Linked DNA regions of Danio rerio: region 2 is linked to region 1. The links are chromatin contacts, called in public Hi-C maps. All regions are on one chromosome and are shown on one strand. Each heading gives the region's core, a stretch centred on a gene start, on an enhancer-like site or on the middle of the called end of the contact. The rest is flanking DNA. Distances are from core to core; before and after follow the strand shown. Region 1 has its middle 39 kb from the start of zgc:153993. Region 2 holds the start of fgf19 (fibroblast growth factor 19).

Region 1 (3,056 bases), core at 41-2,540:
GATAGCACATCAAACATTGCTAATGCTCATCATATACTCTTTCCACAACTGTCTGTGTGTAAATGCAGTTTTATATTGGTGTATATAGCTATACACTCACCGGCCACCTTATTAGTAGGCCCACACGGAATCTGTGCGCGCAGAATTCCGCAGATTTTCCACAGATTTTCCGCTTATTTCTGCAGATTTTTAGCCCATTAATAATTCTGTTTATTTACTTGAGTAAATGTGTAAATCGGAATTCATTCAGTTTTATTCAGTAATTTATTACTTTTTATTTAATATATTAAGGTGTAAGTTATGATACTCCGCTTGATACTCCCAAGATAATTCCGCAGAAATCCGCAGATTTTTACCAAAATTCTCCGCAGAAATAGCAAAAAACGTCCGCAGATTCCGTCTGGCCCTGCTTATTAGGTATACCTTACTGAGTTGGACCCCCTTTTGCCTCCAGAACTGCCTTAATCCTTCATGACATAGATTCAACAAGGAACTGGAAAATTCCTTAGAGATTTTGGCCCATATTGACATGATAGCATCACACAGTAGCTGCAGATTTGTCGGCTGCACATTCATGATGCGAATCTCCCATTCCACCACATCCCAAAGGTGCTCTATTGGATTGAGTTCTGGTGACAGTGGAGGCCATTTGAGTACAGTGAACTCATTGCCATGTTTAAGAAACCAGTCTGAGATTATTTGCACTATATGACAAGGCATTTCCACCCACTGAACTACCGCTTAATGGATATTTTCTCTTTTTCGGACCATTCTCTGTAAACTCTAGAGATGGTTGTGCATGAAAATCCCAGTAGATCAGCAGTTTCTGATATACTCAGACCAGCCTGTCTGGCAACCATGCCACGTTCAAAGTCACTTAAATCACCTTTCCTTCCCCATTCTGATGCACAGTTTGAACTGCAGCGGATCGTCTTGACCACATCTACATGCCTAAATCCATTGAGTTGCTGCCATGTGATTGGCTGATTAGAAATTAGCCTTAACGAGCAGTAGGACAGGTATACCTAATAAAGTGGCAAGTGAGTGTATGTTGCATTGTATGTTATATTTGCTGCTTCTTGGTCAGCAGATGTCAGTATAAAGTCCAAGTGTCATATCTGTCAGTAAAATATGCACAAAAAGTTACTTAGTGCATTTTTAAGCCAATAAAACTTGTCGTAAAGCGTTTTAAAGACGTTCTTTTATAGCCGTGACTCATTTATTATTGTTGCTTTTGAAAATAAGCCACTATAGCAGCCCAGCTAACTTAAGCAGAGCTGACCTGTTGTTAAATAGGTGTAAAGGATGATGCATTGCACAGCAGGCCATCCGTAGCTCTACAAATGAAGTCCGTGTAGGTGGTGAATAAGACGCACACCCTCGGTCTTTCCATTTATGACAACTGGAGACAGAAGAACCTGCTACGACCAGTCCATGTGGTTTGTCTATATGGGTTCCACAGCTGGGCTTCCATAGTGCCCCCCTTCGCTCTTTCCAGTTGCGTCAGAGATGGCGGCATGTTGGGCCACGGGGGGCCAGCTCCATAAGGACAGTGACAACTACTGAGGTCGCTCTCAACAGGGGCCTTACACTGAGTCACTGCTAAGCATAACCTTTGACCAACCACTAGCATTTCACCCAAACAATAGAAAGGTTACCTCTCAAAAGTTGTTCCCTCCACTGAGACCCGACCATAACAAATCATGACAGCCTCCTCAAGGAAATAACTCTTCTTTATGAGGCCTGTCTAAATGTGAGACACCGAGCCCTAGACTGCTGACTGTGCTTATGACGGATGGCAAGAGACGCAGGGGCTTATGTCTTTATGGAGTGAAAAATGTCTTTTATGACTCTGATTTTGCTTGATTTTATTATTTTCATATCAGTAACAGTGAATTTGGACAGAAATACAGGCACACGGACATCATACAATATGACAGACATAATCAACACATTGGATTCCAGAGAAACAGACAGGATCTGACGACAAATTGGCATTAGAGGGCACTGGGTCAGAAATTTTTCTGAAAATTCATGGCTTGTGGGTTTCCCCTGGTCTGCAGTGGGGAGCATTAACAACTGTGGTTTGGGGAAGAACAAACCACAAAACAATGATAGGGTGCTGGGAACATAAAGTTCCTTCTTGCACATGTGCAATGAAGGATCCTCAGTCTGCTCTAAGCATACATGTCAACCCTCCCGTTTTTTTGGGGATTTCACAGTTCTATCCCACTATCATCCCGTAAAAGTATTTCCCGTATTTCTCCCGTAATTTCAGTGTTTCTCTGAAGGGTGGCAAGAAACATTAAAGAGTCGAGCCTCCCTATACGCAACCCATACTGCAGAACCACCAGGGGCCGCCCCTTGCTCTTAAATGCGAGTCTGTTCTATGGTTTTGCTTTGTTTAGGCACAAAAACACTTTGAAATAAATCTAAAAACGGCGCGATTCCTCTTTCTCTTAATTACAGGTGCCGTCACCTTGCCTATGCAATTCTCAAAGTCATATAATGCATGACTGTCAGCTGACGCACTCCATAGTAATGAATAGACTCTGTTTCGCAAACAGATTCCGTACACACGATTTGAAGCGGAGTGAAAGTCTGGCTTTTGGGTGCGTGTTTAAACAGACAAATAACAGCGTGAGAATGTGGTTAAATCTGAAAATGTGGTAAAAATCACACGAGGGCTTTATTTTTTCTGGATTGCTTTTGAAAACTATCAGTTGAGTTTAGGGAAGTGGGTGGTTGAGTCAGTCTGTGCTTTTGAGAACACTATTGGTTGGGTTAAGGGAAGGAGGAGGGTGGGTCAGTTGATCAGTCAGTCAGTCAGTCAGTCAGTCAGTTGCAGCCTCTAGTGGATTTATACGAGAACAGCAAGTGCGAATGGCAATTGAGAGAAATTTGAGATCTGTAAGGATGCTTTCACACCTGCCTTATTTAGTTTGATTGAATCGCACTAGAGTTCGTTTTCCCTTTTGGTATGGTTCGTTTGGGCAGGTGAGAATGCAGCAATCGTACTCGAGTGCGTACCAAAAGCAGACCAAATAAACGTACCG
Region 2 (3,004 bases), core at 491-2,990, 130 kb before region 1:
TTGCATATATGCAGATTTTTTAAGTTACATCTGTTTGTCAAACCTACCGATCCGTACAGGTTTCCCAGTCTTTCCATGCAAAGAAATCGGGAGCTTGCAACTCCCTTAATGGCTACGCAGCCTGTGTCCACCGGCCATATCTCCATCAAACCTTTAGAGGAAAAAAAAAGATATTATAGAATGTAATAATGTATGAAATGATGAAAGCTAGAAACGAATTTTACACACTGTTTGGCGGCAGATTTAACGTGGATAGAGTGATCCTAATGCTCGTTTAGGTTACATGTGCAAATTCCTAAAATATTTATTTGCATTAAACTAGAAAATGCATATGCGTTTTGCAGAAGAACATCAATGACTTGTGAGGTAACGGCAAGACGTGAGTGTTTGTGTTGTAAAAATAATACGTAACAAAAAATTAATGATTCGAGTTACTTTTTCTCTGACCAAAATTTTCATTGTTTTTGATAAATTTGTTCAAGTCAAAATGTCTGTAACTATGGATAAAAATCAATTAAAACAATGTTTGGGAACATCTTATGCTTCATAAATATGATAAATCTTTAGGCATATATAAGCACACCTCTCACAAATCTCTCATTTAAATTAAGATTTTCTATAGGATGCTTTATCGTATTATCTTTGTGCATATACATAAGTTTAGTCAGTACTGAAGCCAAATCTAGAGCTAATCTAAAAAAACAAAAAAAAAAACAAAAAAAACTTATGATACCGGCCCAAAAATTAGTAGCCCAAATGTAGGCTATATGTTAGGGAAAAATATTTTACCTTTTTTTTTATCAAAGCTTTTTTTGAAATTTACGTAGTATTTTCAGGGATATGTTTTAAATGTATTATTATTCTATTTTTGAAGACGTTCGGTGACTAAAATATTATTATAATACATATATCCGTTTAATAAATCTGTTTTGTTCAAATGCACCCAAATATATGACCTATATTCACTGAGAAATGGATAAAAATATTCGTTTTCAAAATGGGGTGTGCTCATTTGCTGAGCATTGCATTCAACAAAAAGTACATAAGTTTGACTCAATTACGCTCTATAATGATATCTATTCCACGCGTGTTATAGGTCACTAACAATTTACCGACAATTTAGCCTAATGTAAATGCAATAATCTATATATGTACATGGGAAAACACGTTTTATAAACAATATTTTTAAGACGTTCAGGCTACACCCACGTGTTTTTTTGTATTATTATTATTGTTATTTTTTTTTTATTGACGGTTGCACCACTTGACATTTTTACGCATTTTTGTAAAGACAACATGAATAAACTTTTAAGAAATCGACTACTATAAAATTGTGCTTTAAAAAATAGTTCAAGTCTTTTTCATCTTGGACATCCTTCCTGCCTGGCTCATATACTTAAAGTGCTGAGTTAACTATGACAGTGATTTTGAGCTGCGGTCACTTACTGTCCGAGCTTTGCATGTGTGATCCACTGATTTCTCCGTCTGTGTTTATTTGCAGATGTAAGCCATGTCTGGCTGCGTACAGATGTCGTAGCCGGACGGCTTCACTCCAGTCATTTGCCAAATGTGGACCAGAGTCGGGCAACGGGAGGCTCTCCACGCCGATACTTCCACAAACAGTGACAAAGAGTAAGAGGAGCATTATTAAGTATTATCTGCAGTAATTAAAGACCGTCTTGTTCTGATAGGAAGCATGCACACACACTATCTCCTGTGTATTGCTCTGTTTTGGCGCAAAGCTCTGCGACTGGCCTTTAAATTGTCCTCTTATCAGATCAATCGATAAGCTTTTTTCCCCCCTTTGGCAGTTCTGAGAAGAAAGTTACACACCCCGCTGGACATCCAACAGACGGCCAAGACGCAATAAATTAGACAATTTTAGTCTATAAATGCTTCATTATGATGCATCTGTCATGCATCTCACAAAATAACCAATGTTTAAACTTGTGCCTTACATGCATGCATGCATTAAACTTTTCTTATACTGCGTCTGATAAAAAAATGCATTAATTAGCGTATTTCTTCTCTATATTCATAAGGATGTTAAGAACTTTAGTTAAAACTCGTTGTTTGTCCATATTTAAATGTTAATTTAAAAATCTACAAAAACATTTATAACAAACATTTTCTAAAGATACGGGGATTTCAATTTAAATGAAAAGTACCGAAATACGTAAAAACAATTGCTAATAAAATAAGTTATGACGAACTCGTATTAAATATGTTTTTTATTATAAAGTCATATCAAGTTATTAGCCTTTTCTTTTTTTCTATTTTTTTCTATAATTTTCTTATTTTTGTTTTATGTTTAATTTGATTTATTAACTTTTTTCTTTTGCAATCACCGGACAGTTGCATAACCTACATACAATTAAATCCCACAAAATCTTGCTAAAACTACAAATTTTATTGAATCTATATTTATCTACATTTTCATAAATAAAAAAATGAAAATAATTTGTGAACAAAATTAGTGCCGCCTTTTGTAAGCCGCAAGTTTAAACTTTAAGCTTTTGACACTTTTTACGCACATACGTATATAGATTTAAACTTGTTTGGTTTTTAACGTATTGTGCCTGTTATGTGAATTGCTGAACTCGCAGGATTTTCTGAGAAGTTAAAGAATAATTTAGAGTAAATATTTCCATTCATGAAAATGCTGCCTGTAGGGTTCAATTCATAGTAATGATCGCTGGATGGCGCTGTGAATTCGTTGCACTGTAGAATTTATTTATTGTTTTACTGGGACTTTTGGATTGATTCATTCATAACAAAGAAGAGGGGGGAACTACATGCAAAAGAAACTTTAAAATAAACATTAACGGCCACTTTCATTTATTCATAAATGTCAAGAGGTGCACTTACGTACATTGTAAAACCCAAAGTTATTGTAATTCAAACCATTTGAGGAAACCGATTGCAACAAACCATTTAAGTTCAAACACTAATCCTAATGAGTAATGTAGTCCATTTGAGTAAATGAAGCTATTTGAACGAAGTA

The links. Hi-C and Micro-C count contacts between places; a contact is called where the count stands out from the background.
Region 2: a Hi-C map of embryo shows a contact between it and region 1, with 4 times the contacts expected there. The contact joins the promoter of fgf19 here to the enhancer-like site in region 1. A contact is called at or near these places in 5 of 18 Hi-C or Micro-C datasets (caudal fin, embryo and an unstated tissue) and 2 of 4 datasets of contacts at active chromatin or transcription factors (caudal fin and gastrula embryo).

What each region holds. Positions count from the first base shown.
Region 1 is chr7:69,468,540-69,471,595 of GRCz12tu, reverse strand. It overlaps a transcript of ano1a not described here. Among named protein-coding and RNA genes, the nearest start is that of zgc:153993, 39 kb to the right of the region's middle. Within about 2 kb of position 1,290, at least 7 of the 62 cell types and tissues checked have an H3K27ac peak or open chromatin away from gene starts, as enhancers often do.
Region 2 is chr7:69,598,273-69,601,276 of GRCz12tu, reverse strand. It overlaps fgf19 (fibroblast growth factor 19), which reads right to left and starts at 1,740. Exons shown (of 3, transcript NM_001309359.1): 1 at 1,447-1,740; 2 at 48-151. The coding sequence starts at 1,645. It also overlaps a transcript of ano1a not described here.